4 separate regions of the Mus musculus genome follow, and all the other regions are linked to region 2. Evidence: chromatin contacts called from public capture Hi-C and promoter capture Hi-C data. All regions are on one chromosome and are shown on one strand. Each heading gives the region's core, a stretch centred on a gene start, on an enhancer-like site or on the middle of the called end of the contact. The rest is flanking DNA. Distances are from core to core; before and after follow the strand shown.

Region 1 (3,196 bases), core at 638-3,137, 570 kb before region 2:
GGGTTTATCTGTACCCAGTGGTTCCAGAAGGTCCCAGGATGCTTTTTCTTTCTGCTGCTCCCAGGCTCCAGGACTGGCTAAAACTTTCTCATTTCCCATACATAAGAGCATGGGGTGCGGGTGTTTGTTGAATGAATGAATGAATGAATGACGAATGAATGAATGAATAATGAATGAATGGATGAATGAATGGAAGGGGGATTCCGGTTGTCAGAAAGAGAAGAACCTGGTGGAATCGCCCATCACTGCAGACCCTGAATCTTGCTGCCCGCTTATCCTTCAGGAAACCAAGGAGCTTTTTATGTCAGGACACTGCCTCCCTGCCCATCCTGCCTTTTGAACTTGGATCCCCACTTTTCTCCTTAAGTTGTTGTCTTAAATCGCAGCTTTGAAGAAGGCATCAGCAGCAGAACCCAGGGAAGTTCAGAAGTCAGATTTCCCCTACATGGGTGTCCTAGTTTGCTTTTTCTCTGCTGTGATAAACTCCCACCAAAGCAGCTCTGGGAGCAAAGGGTTTATCTGGCTCATACATCCACACGCCCTTCAGGGAGTGAAGTCTGGGTAAGTAGGTACTCAAGGTAAGAACCATGAAGCAGGGCCGGGCGTGGTGGCGCACGCCTTTAATCCCAGCAGAGGGAGGTGGATTTCTGAGTTCGAGGCCAGCCTGGTCTACAAAGTGAGTTCCAGGACAACCAGAGCTATACAGAGAAACCCTGTCTCAAAAAAACCAAACAAAAAAAAAAAAAAAAAAAAAAAAAAAAAAAAAAAAAAAAAAAAAAGAACCATGAAGCAGAAACTGAAGCAGAGACCTGTGGAGGATGGAAGGCTGCTAATGGGCTCCACTGCTCATATGCAGTAGCTTTCTGATCCCAGGATCCCATCCTAGGAATGTTGCTACCCATAGAGGGCTGGGCCTTCCTACATCATTACTTAGGAACTAAGAAAACTTTACACACATACAAGCCCTTAGGCTAATGTAGTGGAGCCATTTCTTCAATCTCTTCCAGGTATGTCAGATTGACAACTAAGACCAGCCAATCACAAAAAGTTTAGAGTTCAGCTGCCTCCTCCTCTAGCCCAGCAAGTTGAGGGAGGTTTTCCTCTGTACTTCTGTGTTTCTGAGAATGGAGGCTCCTAGGGGCAATCAGCGGTATGTTACCATTTCTAACCGTGCAAACTCAGAGCCTCTGGATAACCCTGCAAGTTCCTGACTTCAGGTTGGTAGATGCTCAACGAGTACTGGTTGGCATCAATCCCGAAGAAAGATGATAGAAGTGGCTAGCTAAGCCCAACTCTAACAGGTGGAGAAGCTGTCACTAGATGCCAGGCTGTTCACTAAAGCAGGGCCCCAACTACCTCCTTTGATACCTATGAAAAGTTGAAAAGTGGGATTAACAGTTATACAGATAGAGAAAGGGGTGGTGGTGGATCTCGGGAGCCAGATGGCTTTTCCTAAGAAGCAAGGGATGGGTGGGAGGTGGGTGGACTTTCTCAATCTAGGACTGCGTTGCCCATCCCCCAGTTTTAACCTTCACCCAGAACTAGCACCAAGCATGGACCCGCAATTTGTAGCATTTTTCTCTGATCTTCACAACGCAATGGCTTTGTTTTACAAGCACAAAACCCACTGCCTGAGGCAGAGCGATTTGTCCTGAGGCCCCACTTACGCTAGGAAAAAAGATCAGAGGCCAAAAAGAACCAAAGCGGGAGTCTTGGAGACCTGGGCTTGGGTAGCATCCCACTCTCGGGCCTTCCCATTCAGCGGGCCCTCGGGCCCCTTTAATGGGGCGGCGGAAGGGGCGGCCGGTGGATGTGGCGGCGCCCAATGGGCTGCGTGGAGCGTCACTTCCCGGCGGCGGGAGGCGAGTGGCGAGTGTCGGGCAGGCTGGCGGGGGCGGGGCGGCCGAGGAGGCGTTGGCAGCGGGCTCGGACCCACGCGGCGCTGCGGCCCGCCTGGCCTGCAACGCTCCCACCGGCTCGGCGGCACGATGCCCTTTGACTTCAGGAGGTGAGTGAGGCCCCGGGCCCGAGGCCCTCTGCAGCCGGCGACGACCACCCCCCACCCCCCGTTACGTGCAAATGCGACCCTGGTGCACTGTGCACGCCTCGGCAGGCCCTAGGGGACCGCGGCCTTCCTCGGGGTTCGAGCCCTACCCCCACCCCTCGTGCAGCCCTGGCAAGCCCTCGCACTCTGTTTTCCACGGCGCGGTGTCCCCAGCTTGCCCCTGACATCTTTCATTCCCCTCCCCCAACCTGGGAACCAAATCTCCTCCCAAATCCCAAATAAAAGGAGCTCAGGCATCCTCAGGCTTTCTCCCCAGTCTTCCCTAGTGGACCCTGTCCTGGCTGACAGGTGGGGCCGCGCGCCTGGCTTTGCCCGGTGGGATCTGAGGGCTGCAGCCCCATTCAATCTGGCAGCAGTTGGAGAAGCTTAGTTCTTCAGAGCCTGAGAATCCTCTACCTACCAGATGTGGAGGCCTGTTCCCGCAAGCCATGGGGACAGTGCGGGAAGAGGAGGATGCTGGGATCTCGAGGTTCTGCAGAAGGTTCTTTGCCTCCTGGAACACCATTGTATAGGGCCAGGCCTTCTGGAAGCCTGCATGGGAAGGGCCTCCCCACCAGACATTCCCTTGACATAAGACGCTCTGAGATGCTCTGGGCTGTTGGGATACTTTGGAGCAAAAGGATTAGAAGCCTGGCTGTACCTCTCTACCCAGCTGCTTAGTAGATTCTCAATGTTAGAAGCAAAGGCTTAGGGTGCAGCCCCTCACCGCTCAGCTGGCTAACCCCAGCAGGTGTCTGGGCATGCTCAAAATATTGGTTTCACCTCTTGCAAATTGGTACTAAAAATAAGGTCACCACCTGAAAGACAGGGATTGTAAGGCACCCCTGACCCAGTCTCCATCACATGGAACTCAGAAGTAGGGCATCTGTGACTGAGGAGATCTGTGAGCGCTCCCCACAGCCAGAGAACGGGTATTCCTCCATTGGTCACAGTTTCCCCTCATCCTCCCCCTCTTACTGATGTGTATAGAGGCAGAACAGAGTGACAACCAATCTAAAAACGGCCCAAGATTCGGATCATGTGGTGGCATATGGGCAACCTGGGGTCAGGGCCCAGAGAGGACATTGGTTTCAGACCTCTTAACCAGCCAAAGTGGTTTTTAGCTCACTCTGGGCACTGGTACTATCTGGC
Region 2 (3,595 bases), core at 176-2,675:
AAAAAGAAAAGGGGAAATCTGGGAGCTGTCCTTGGTTCCTCTCCTTCACCCCACATCCAGGACACCCGCGCTGCTGATGTGACCCGCACATTATGGTCTGCTTTCTGTTACTTCTGTCTCCTGTGCCACTACCATTATCCAAACCACCACCGGCATCTCTCTCTTCCGGTGCTACCACGGCAGGCTCTCTGCAGCTCCTTGTTCCCCAATGCCAGAGCACCAGAGGAACCTTTGAAAATCAGGGCACGTCAGTCCCCTGACTAAATGTCCCCGGTGGCTTCTCCCTTGCTTCCTGGTAAGATCTGACCCCTAGTGCAGGTGGCTGGGCAGTTAAAAAGAACCTAGGTTTGATTCCTAGTACCCACATGGTGGCTCACAACCACTTCTAACTTCAGTTCCAGGGGATCCAATGCCCTCCTCTGGCCCCAGTGGGCACTGCATTAACAGGGTACAGAGACATATCTGTTGGTAAAAAAAAAAAAAAAAAAATCTGTATTGTGCCTGGCTCCTGCCTTCCTTCAGCTTCAAATCTTAGCTGTAGACATGCCACTCACTACCCGTAGGCTTGCTTTCTTTTCTGTAATATGTCAGTTTGGTTTCCTCTGAAGTGCCTGGCCACCCTTCCCGAAGTGCAGTCAGTGTTCACTGTCTCCCTGCCTCGAGACCGACCTATGTGTAACTTCCTCAGGCAAGCCTCAGGAACCCGACTAATGTTACATTTACCACGATCAGAGTACTCATTGGAACTGTCTTATGAGTCTATTTGTTCCTCGTGTCCTGAATAAGAATCCAAAGGCAAAAGGAGAAAGACCTCATCTAATTCACTGCGATTTCCCTGGAAACTAACCTAGTTCTATGCATGCACATGGCCGTGCTTGGTAAGGTAACCTAAACCTGAGTGGGGCGAGAAGGTCTACTACTCACACAAGGGACCTGTGTGGGAGACTCAGTTTCACAGTGACGGAAGGCAGTGAGGCTTAGCTGGAGGTGTCTGGGGATAGGCTGGGCTCGCAGACACATTAACGATGGTAAGGAAGAAACAACCCCGCCTTACAATTTGACTCTTTAGTGGCATCTGGACCTCAGGGCCGCTTCACTGACTACTACACTGTGCAGACAAGGAAGGAAACTGCGCAGAAGGCGTCGCACTCCGCAGCTAACTGCAAGATGGGTACCTCGCGCACGTGCAGCCTGGCAGCGGCCGACGCATGCGCAGATCCCCCACCCTTGCCGCCCATCGCTTCGACGTGCCCACCCTCCTCCCCTCCGGTCACCTGGGTGTTCTCTCCCTCCCGGAAGGCCTGCGCTACCCGCTGCCGCAGGTAAGCGCCCAAGTCCCGGCCCCGTTTGGTCTCGTCCACTGGCCATTCCTCACAGAGCTTAAGGAAACGCCGGTAGCGGAGAGCGGCCATCTTGGGCCCCGCTTGCCCCGCCCCTGGGGGGGAGTAGTCAAGACCGCAGAGGGCGCGTGCGCACTAAGGCGCACTGGCCTTCCCCGTGGACATGCGCAGTTCTACCAACGGCCCACACCCCTCCAGGCAGCGGCGCTGCTCACCTTTGAGAGCGAGGTCTGAGCTCTTCAGCTTCTTGGTTCTGGTACTCGCCCAGCTCCCAGGGGCAAAGCTAACGCGGTGTACCCTGGGGAAAGCTTTGCTCTTCGTTTTCAATGACTTCACAAGCTCGAGACTGAAAAAGCTTCCCCCGAGACCTCTGCTGTTTTGCATAAACGAAACATTTGCATGTAAATACAGGTTGTTATTGGATGGATATGTGTTTGATCTTAACGTCCGTCGTGTACACATACACACACACACACACACACACCGTCCGTCGTGTACACACACACACACACACACACACACACACACACACACACACACACACACACACAGCTGCCCCACTCACACTCATCACCCTGTACTTATCTCTACCACATGGACCTCTGATAGAGTTCTTTAGCTACATCTCCAGCCTCCCGGTCACATTGCTCACCACATGGAGCGGTTTCTTATGAAGAACCAAAAACATTGTTGCAGCCTGGAAATCTTTAAAACAATTTTTTTATAGTGTGTTTTCTTTATTCTAATATGTATGAGTGTTTACCTGCACCATGTACATGTGTCAGTTCTGGGGACCGAACCTGATTCTCTGTAAGAGCAATAAATGCTCTTAATAACTAATTTCTCTAGCTCTAAGAATGAGTGTTTTTATTATGGCAAAATTTAACATAATATATATATCACATGGGTATCATATGTGTGTGTGTGTGTGTGTGTGTGTGTGTGTGATTTTTCTTTTGAGAAAGAAGGTTTCTCTGTGCAGCCCCAGGTGTCCTGGAACTCACTCTGTAAATTAGTGCTCAATGAATGAATGAATGAACAAAGCCACATTCCAAACTAGGTCTGTCAGACCCTAATGTCTCTCAACATTCACAACCTAGGGAGCAATTCCTGGGGTGGGGGTGGGGCAGCTCACGGGACTGTCTGTCTGGCCAGCCCTTGCAGTGTAGCCGGTAGAGGAAGGGAGACCACAGAAGGAGGCAGTGGGCACGAACTTTCCCTGGCACCCTGGCACCTTTCTCAACCTCTTACCACACTTGTACCTCAGGTGGAAGGGAGAACCATTTGCTGCCATCAAGTTACTCCCCCTACAGCCCAAGACAGGGCAAGGGGTCTCGCCACCCCTGACTCCCAAGTTGGCTGTGGCCAGGCGAGTGCTCTTTAAAGCCATACCTGGGTGGGCCCTTGTGGCTTCCAGCCCACCCGGGGCCCTCAATGCCTGGAAGTAGGGAGTAAATGAACCTCAGGAAAGCCACCCAGCTTCATGGCTAACACAGCTAAGGTGAGGCTGTGTTGGGGCTTGGAACATAATGGGGTGATCAGGGAAATTTTCTAGGGGCATGCCTACCAAGCGCCTCACCTTGGCATGGCACTCCAGCCAAGGTTCCCTTTCCTTACCTCGGGAACTGTGGAGAGTGTTCCCTGTTTAAACCACCCACTGATCTGCTCAGATTAAACCCCTCCCTCCGCCTCCTTCCCACCTCCGCCCAAGACCTGCCTCCTATTGCTACTGAGCCACCCCTGATCTTCCTCCCCCATTTCCCTCTACAGCTGGGTAATATTTCTTTCTCTGTATTCCACAGTGCTGCCTGACACAGCCAAGCTCTGCTTCTTTCCCCACCGTGGGGTGGGGAAAATGAGAAGAGAGCTCTCTGGTAATTTTGCCAGGAGAACATCAGAGATCACACACTAGCACGGGATGTGTGGCTAGGCAGTATAGAGAACCATCCTTTCTTTTCTTCCATTTCATTTTGACTTTATTAATCTGTTCTTATTTATCAGTCTAGGTGTTTTGGCTGCTGGTATAACGTGTGTGCCTGGTGCATCAGATCCCTTAGAGAGTTATAGGTGGTTGTGAGCGGCCATGTGAATGCCAGGGAATTAAATGTGGTTTGGTTTGGTGGTGGTGGTAAGGGAGGAGGTTGAGACAGGGTCTCTCTGTATAGCCCTGGAGGTCCTGGGACTTGCTATGTAAACCCAGCTGGCTTGGAACTCACAGAGATCTGCCTGTTCTTGTCTCCCAAGTGCTGGCTATT
Region 3 (3,630 bases), core at 190-2,689, 710 kb after region 2:
CTCCCTGCCCCCCCAAGTGTGTGTGTGTGTGTGTGTGTGTGTGTGAGAGAGAGAGAGAGAGAGAGAGACAGCAGTATGACTCCTCCCTCCTCTCTCATTCTTTGGAGTTCAAGTTAAAAGGCAATCCACTTTGTTTGAGAGAACAGACTCTAAGTTTGACCTGTTAGTTGGCAATGTACTGCTAACAACGTCTATAGAATCACTACCATTTATGGTGGCCTAAGTGCATAGACCTTTCGCTAAATGCCCTATGAGCTTTACATTTAAATTTTTTTTATATTTTGTTTTATTTTAGACAAGGTTTCCCTGTGTAGCCCTGGCTGTCCTGGAACTCACTCTGTAGACCAGGCTGGCCTTGAACTCAGAAATCTGCCTGCCTCTGCCTCCCAAGTGCTGGGATTAAAGGCGTGCGCCACCACTGCCCGGCTTAAATTCATTTTTGTATTATTGTATGTATATGGGTGTTTAGTTTGTAAGTGCACCATGTATGTGCCTAGTGCTGGGAGTGGATTAAAAAAGATCCATCAGACACCCTGAGACTTGAGCTGCAGACAGGTGGGAGTCACCACGGGGGAGTGTTGGTGATCGAACTTAGATTGTTCCAAGAGCAACAAATGCTTAATCGCTACACCAATTCTCCAGCTACTTTCCAGCATTTTTACATTTGATTCTTCCTTAAACTGCACAAGTTATTACCTTTACTTTTCAGATAAGGAAACTGAAGCTCAGAGAGAGTAAATTGCACAGCTAGGAAGGAAGCAGGGAGACAGGGTTTAAAACTTGAGACCCGCCCCACTCACCCAGGAGTGTGTCCCTACAATTCACGTCTGTCTTAATTGCTCAAATACAATGATCAATTTCTCAGTGATCGTCTTCTACATTTTCTTTGTCTTCCTTGATGTTCAGCTGCGCTCTTCCCCGCTTCATTTCCCCAGCATAGGACTTTGATCCCTCAGCCACTGATCGATTTCAGCTTACTGCTAATCAGGTCTTGGAGAATGAGAACTTTTACCTGATTTGGTTCTGCCTTTTTCACTTCTCATTTACAGAAGAGCTGGGTACATACTAGAGCAGTGGTCGTGACACCTTTTGCGGGTCGAACAACCCGTTCACAGGTTTCTCCTAAGACCATCAGAAAACACCGATAATTTGCATTACTAGTCATACGAGTGGCAAAATTACAGTTATGAAATAGCGACAAGAATAATTTCTGGTTGGGGGGGTCACCACAATTTGAGAAGCTGGATTAATGATTCGCAGCGTAGGAACTGCTGACTCAGGGTTTTGGAACCTTTTGTTGATAGTACTAAATTACGCACTTCCTAGACGGAGTAACTAATCCTGAATAAGTGAGCGCGGATTGAACCTCAGAGGCACCCACAGCATCCGTAGGGCAGAGGCCGGAAGCGGAAGTCCTACCCCTCCTGTCTGCATCCTTTGCTCGCGTCGGCGCAGCCTGTGTGCGTCAGTTCCTGGCGGCGGGGATCGGGGTAGCCAACGGCTTGTGGAGCATCATGCCCAAGTGAGTGTGGCCCTGGGAGCAAGCGGACTTGCGGTGGTCAGTTGGGTCCTGGTGAAGGTGCAGGGCGGCGGCCTCGGGTTCTGGACGTTCCGAGGGGAAGGCGAGCCCCTCCGAGGGATGGCGGGTGGAGACCCAGGCTCTCCGGCCATCCTGGCAGAGTGGGCGCGGACCCTCGCTCAGAAGCCTCGCATTCTGTCAGGACGCTTTGTTTGACTTACAATCCGAGGAAGTTGGGTTTTGGGTCTGTTTGTTTGGACAGCTGTTAATTGCTGACGTTTTCTTTTGTCATTTCAGGTTTTATTGTGACTACTGTGATACGTATCTTACCCACGATTCTGTAAGTGGCGGGTCTTTTTTATAATCCTAAAACGCCTTGTATGCAAAATTCTTTTTCTTTAGGTCCAGGTGTGTGCATTACAGTCTCCTGGAAATTTTATGACAACCTTTCTTAGAAAGTAATTAGGAAGCGGGTGTTTTTTCCCACCCTTTTTGTGAGGTCTTTGCAATTTGAAGGTATTTGCAGAATGATAAAACTTTAAGCAAGCTTGAAGATGGAAAGCATTTGCGTATACAGAAACTGCATGTACCTGTAATGTCAATACTTGAGAGGCTGAGCCAGGAAGATGGCAAATTCCAGGTCAGTTAAGGATACATATTGAGACCTTGTCAAAATAACTCGCCCCACCCTCCAAAAAAAGCCCAACAAAACAAAAAACAAACAAACCAGGAGTGTGTTCCTACAAACTTGCAGATTTGATTATGTCACATTATTCAAATGCCTGGTTAAAATGGAAAGAAATGTCTTAGTGTACAGCTCCATTCTCAGCTCCTGTGAGAACCTCATTAACTATTGATCATCAGGAGGAATAACTGAGATATGTGATTAGTGTTGCCCCGTGTGTAGCAGCCACAAGGCCCAGCAACAAAGTTAGGGCCTGGCGCCTGTCTTCCTAGTACACTGAGATGGAGCATTGCTGTGAGTTTAAGGCTATGGTGGGAGACCCTACCTCAAAAAAAAGCAAATCAAAACAACCTTTAGCAACAACAAAATTTGGTTTTTATGGTTTTAATAGTTTTAAATAATCTATTTATCTGCCCCCCCCCCCCCCAATCTCCTGAGGAAACAAGACAGATCTTCTGGAATAATTTGTAAACCAGGCTGACTTCGAACTCACAGAGAGCTGCTTGCTTTCTGCCTTCTGAGTGCACGGAGTAAAGTTATGTGCCACCACTTCCTTGGCTTATTTATTTTTGGAAAGGGTTTCATTATGTAGCCCTGGGTGGCCTAGAACTTATGTAGAACAGGCTGTCCTGCTGCCTCCATGCCTGGGATTCAAGGCCTGCATCACTCCGACCAGCCTATAGTACTGTATTCTCCTAATAGTGTGGCTTAAATATATTTAAGCTGCTGTTTTCCCATGAGAAACATGAGGACGCTGGGCGTGGTGGCGCACGCCTTTAATCCCAGCACTTGGGAGGCAGAGGCAGACGGATTTCTGAGTTCGAGGCCAGCCTGGTCTACAAAGTGAGTTCCAGGACAGCCAGGGCTATACAGAGAAACCCTGTCTCGAAAAACCAAAAAAAAAAAAAAAAAAAGAGAAACATGAGGACATTGAAATAGTACCAGGATTCAGATCAGCCATACGCATGCTTTTTCTTAAAGTAGCAAACTGTTTTAGATTTGTAAATATGGAGTCTTTATAATACTAAAAAGTCTTTATAATACTAAAAGTCATTGTAGACAGAAGCCATAGACAGTAAATAAATGAAGCTGCCAGGCAGATGTATAACCCAGTTGGTAGAGCACATGCCTAAACTACAGAAGCTCTGAGTTCTGTTCCTGGTACTGAGTAGTGAGGGAGGCCAAGAGGCAAGGATCTATGTGTCTGCCAGTGCTCAAAAGCAAATGTTTGATGGGTAGGCCCCAGTATGCTGGCCTCTGGGATAGTTTGTAAGTCCAGGAAAGATGTGTACTGAAGGCAGTGTATAAAAGGTATTTCAGTGTCTTAGCTAGGCTTCCCACCCAGAGGCAAAGCGGGAAACCTTTTTAGTTTGGTGATTTTTTTTCTCTGTGTTGGCCATGACCTTTCTGTTTTCCAGCCATCTGT
Region 4 (3,326 bases), core at 5-2,504, 720 kb before region 2:
CAGGGTCATACAGAGTGAAGGCCTACCCAGCTAAAGTACCTTTGCCCACCAGAGTTTGGGGTGAAATTTTAAATAACTGAGAGCACTTGTAATTGAGAATTAGAAACTCAGTACAGAATAGGTCTGGCCATGGCTTCCTGGGGAACAACAGAGGAGAGTCTGAGGACAACGAGAAACCAAGGCAGGAGGCGGTCCTCTGAGCACCTCTTTTTACTCCGTTTCAGAGGGAGCTTGCCCTCAGCCACTGGGAGATAGGTTTGGACATCTCGTCTACCCACTGACCCTCGGTTTACCCTGTCTGTGCTGTGGAGGTAATAACCCTGCTTCCTAAACTGACGAGAGTACTGAGTATGGGAGTCTGAAAGTAATGGTTAGGGACTGGGTCTCCTCACAGAGTCATTACACCTCCCCCACCTTGGTGTGTTAGTCTGTGAATTGGACTAGGGGTGGCATGGGCTAGCTGGCCTTTTATAGAAGAGTAGCCAAGGCTGGAAGGTTCTGAGAAAAGATTTATGCGGTGGGAGTGGATGCACCTCCCCCTCTCAGCCCCCTCCCCCCCCCCAACGCCGCCGCCTCGTACCTCCTGGCAACACTACCCACCTCACATGCCACCTCGTTCTCTCAAAAACCCTCAGCCGGCCCTATCTGACACTTCAATGTTATTGTTGGTTTTGACCACTATGTGATCTTGATTGCTAATTTTCTCTTCCTTGAGAGCAGGGACTGCGTCTGGGGCTCAGCAGAGGGCCTGGTACATAGGGTGTGGGCAGTACTTTAATGAAGAAGGCACAGTGAGCTCAAGTCTGGGTCCCGCCCCCCCCCCTAAACAACCACTACATACTGAAGTCTCTCCTCCTAGGTATGCGGCCTAGGGGATGGAGAAGTTCCCCATCCCTACCCCCCACCCCCATCTCACCCTGGATGGACTGTCATGGAGCCCTTGACACTGTCTGGCGTGACCTGCATGTGTGCGCGTCGTCCCTGAGTCGAGGCACCACCCAAAGTGGCCGAATGCCTGGACAAGGACTCGGCACCCGGCGACCCATCCCGATTGGCAAAAAGAGCAAGGTCGGTGCGCGCGGGAACGACGAGGGCAGGAGGCCAGCCCCGCCTCTCCAGCGCGCTACCGGTGCAAACTTTCAAAAGACGCGGCGGCGGCCCCAGCCCCGCCCAAGCACGGTTGGTGGCGGGCGCGGGGGCGGGGCGGGCGCGCCCGGGCCGGTGGCTCCGCCTCCTCCCGCCGCCGCCCGCGCCGCCCATCTGCCGCCCGCCGGTCGCCGGTGCAGCGGCAATGCCCCGCAGCCCGGCCGCGGCCCCCGGCCCGCCCAGCTAGCCCCGCGCCGCGAGTCTCGGAGTAGCGATGGGCAACACGGTGCACCGGACCCTGCCAGGTACGCCCGGAGCCGCGCCCCGAAGTGGCGCGGAGCGCCTGGTCCTCCCCGGGTCGTCGCAGCCGCGGAGCCCGGGTGCAAGCCAGAGCCTGGTTGCCGGAGCCCGAGCCCCGGAGCCGCACCCCTGCAGGGATGTGCGGACCCCTCCTGGTTTTCCTGGCCTTGGCCGTGCGCCCCACGCCTTTGTTCCAGCCGGAGGTCGCTAATGAGCGAGCCGGAGGGAGGTATCGGGGCTTCCCCCGGCCGGAACCCTTCAGGGGGGTTGCAGGGCGCGGGTGTCCCGGGTCTCCGCGTACAGTCCACAGGCGCCCCCGGCACACGTGCTAGTTCTTGGCGGCGTTCCCACGCGCGCCCGGCTGCGCCCCGTTCGGGTGTCCGTTCTGTTGGGGGCCCTCCCAGCCCCATCTGAGCCATTGCTGTGGGGCGCATCGCCCCCTAGTTAAAAGCGCCCTAGAATTTCCTAGACCCGAGAAAGGCGGTGGGCGAGGGGCGTGGGGCGGGCGTGCGGAGGCCGGGGGACGCCACGCCTCGCTGAAAATACCTAGTGATGGTGGAACATGTCAGCGCGCCGAGGCTGTCACTGCCTGTCTGCAAAGAATCGTCCTCCTAAGAAAAGACACCCCGATTTTACACAAGAAGTTTAACCTCAGTACAGGAGAAATGACCCGGTGACAGGCAGTGGTGGGAGACTGCATGGGCCCTGTCAGCCTGTCTGCCCCGCCCCTCACCCCCACTGTGTCCCAAGTCTTCAGAAGTGTTTGGGCATAAAACTGGGCATTCGGCATTCGCAGCATCCTTAAGCAGAGGCTCTCTCTCTCTCTCTCTCTCTCTCTCTCTCTCTCTCTCTCTCTCTCTCTCTCTGTGTGTGTGTGTGTGTGTGTGTGTGTGTGTGTTGGGGGAGGGTAGTTCAGAGAAGAAGCAAGTTGGCTGTAGGTCAGATTTAGCACAGCCCAGCTGACACCCCATCTCTGTTCTGACACCCCCACAGCCCTTCCTCCGGCAGTTATCCTAATAGAGTTGTCTCTTCCCCTGGAAGGGATTGGACCAACCTGAGACCTAAGGACCACTGGGGAGACAGACAGCCCCTTCTACTAACAAGCCCCTGGGTGGCTTTTACTGGATCATTCCTAAGGTCAGCCAGGTGGAGTCACAGGCTGGTCAGCTTCAGAGGTGGCTTTGGAACCTGGGTCTGTACTAGACAGAGTGATAACCGCTTCTTGCTAGGCTGAAGAGACCCAGCCACCGATCTGGAGGGACCTGAGGTCACATCAGAGATGGCAGTCACAGAAGCCCATGACGGAGACACAGTACATACTCAACTAGAATTCCTGTGCTATTCTGGTTGGTTTTTTAAAAAGCCATTCTGCCACCTGTGGGTCACACTTGGAGCAAGGCAAGGGACAGGCTGTCTCACCAGGTGCTCACACATTGCTGGGGTGCCCATTCCCCTGGAGTCTGATGCTGTGGGTGGAGCACTCTAGGCTGGGGGCTCAGAGTCAAGGCAGGTCACCTCATGCTGTGTGGGAACCTCCTACCCTCAGTGAGGAGGCACATCAGATAACAGGTGCCCAAAATGTAAAGACTTATATATTGTTTTTAGATCCACCTGCCATTGGCTTCTGGCATCTTTACATCCTCTCACACCTGGACTGTTCTTTCTTGTCTCACCACCAGGTTCTCTGGTCACCTTTTCCAGGGACCTTACACTCTCTGCCCTAATGGGGACACCTTCATAAGGCTTCGTGTTTGTATGACTGTGCTGCACCATCACTGTGTCTTCTTGTGACTCTCTAGGGGTTCTGTGAGGACAGACTCCATGCCTTGATTGTCTCATTCCCTGGTTTGCCCGGCCCAGAACCTAGTGCCTAGTGCAGCCTCAGAACCGTGTGGTGGAGCGCACATGGAGCCTGCATATTTGGCTGAAGGAGTACTTGG

The links. Promoter capture Hi-C pulls out the DNA fragments that hold promoters and counts their contacts. Capture Hi-C pulls out chosen DNA fragments and counts their contacts.
Region 1: a promoter capture Hi-C map of pre-B cells shows a contact between it and region 2, with 4 times the contacts expected there. The contact joins the promoter of Ergic1 here to the promoter of Uqcc2 in region 2. A contact is called at or near these places in 1 of 39 promoter capture datasets (pre-B cells) and 3 of 115 datasets of contacts at active chromatin or transcription factors (memory CD8 T cells, microglia and pancreatic cancer cells).
Region 3: a promoter capture Hi-C map of pre-B cells shows a contact between it and region 2, with 2.4 times the contacts expected there. The contact joins the promoter of Snrpc here to the promoter of Uqcc2 in region 2. A contact is called at or near these places in 3 of 39 promoter capture datasets (the 3T3-L1 cell line, hippocampal neurons and pre-B cells) and 4 of 115 datasets of contacts at active chromatin or transcription factors (astrocytes, large pre-B cells, memory CD8 T cells and 1 more).
Region 4: a contact with region 2 is called in a capture Hi-C map of macrophages, with 3 times the contacts expected there. The contact joins the promoter of Neurl1b here to the promoter of Uqcc2 in region 2. A contact is called at or near these places in 4 of 39 promoter capture datasets (liver, neutrophils and pre-B cells), 1 of 115 datasets of contacts at active chromatin or transcription factors (pancreatic cancer cells) and 1 of 9 other capture datasets (macrophages).

The regions. Positions count from the first base shown.
Region 1 is chr17:26,559,625-26,562,820 of GRCm38.p6, forward strand. It overlaps Ergic1 (endoplasmic reticulum-golgi intermediate compartment (ERGIC) 1), which reads left to right and starts at 1,888. Exons shown (of 10, transcript NM_026170.3): 1 at 1,888-2,008. The coding sequence starts at 1,989. It overlaps 1700049J03Rik (a long non-coding RNA gene), which reads right to left. Exons shown (of 4, transcript XR_001782188.2): 1 at 2,466-3,196.
Region 2 is chr17:27,132,466-27,136,060 of GRCm38.p6, forward strand. It overlaps Uqcc2 (ubiquinol-cytochrome c reductase complex assembly factor 2), which reads right to left and starts at 1,426. Exons shown (of 4, transcript NM_026063.2): 1 at 1,275-1,426. The coding sequence starts at 1,412.
Region 3 is chr17:27,838,648-27,842,277 of GRCm38.p6, forward strand. It overlaps Snrpc (U1 small nuclear ribonucleoprotein C), which reads left to right and starts at 1,440. Exons shown (of 6, transcript NM_011432.2): 1 at 1,440-1,522; 2 at 1,817-1,859; 3 at 3,623-3,630. The coding sequence starts at 1,515.
Region 4 is chr17:26,413,605-26,416,930 of GRCm38.p6, forward strand. Neurl1b (neuralized E3 ubiquitin protein ligase 1B) reads left to right here and starts at 1,255. Exons shown (of 5, transcript NM_001081656.3): 1 at 1,255-1,391. The coding sequence starts at 1,361.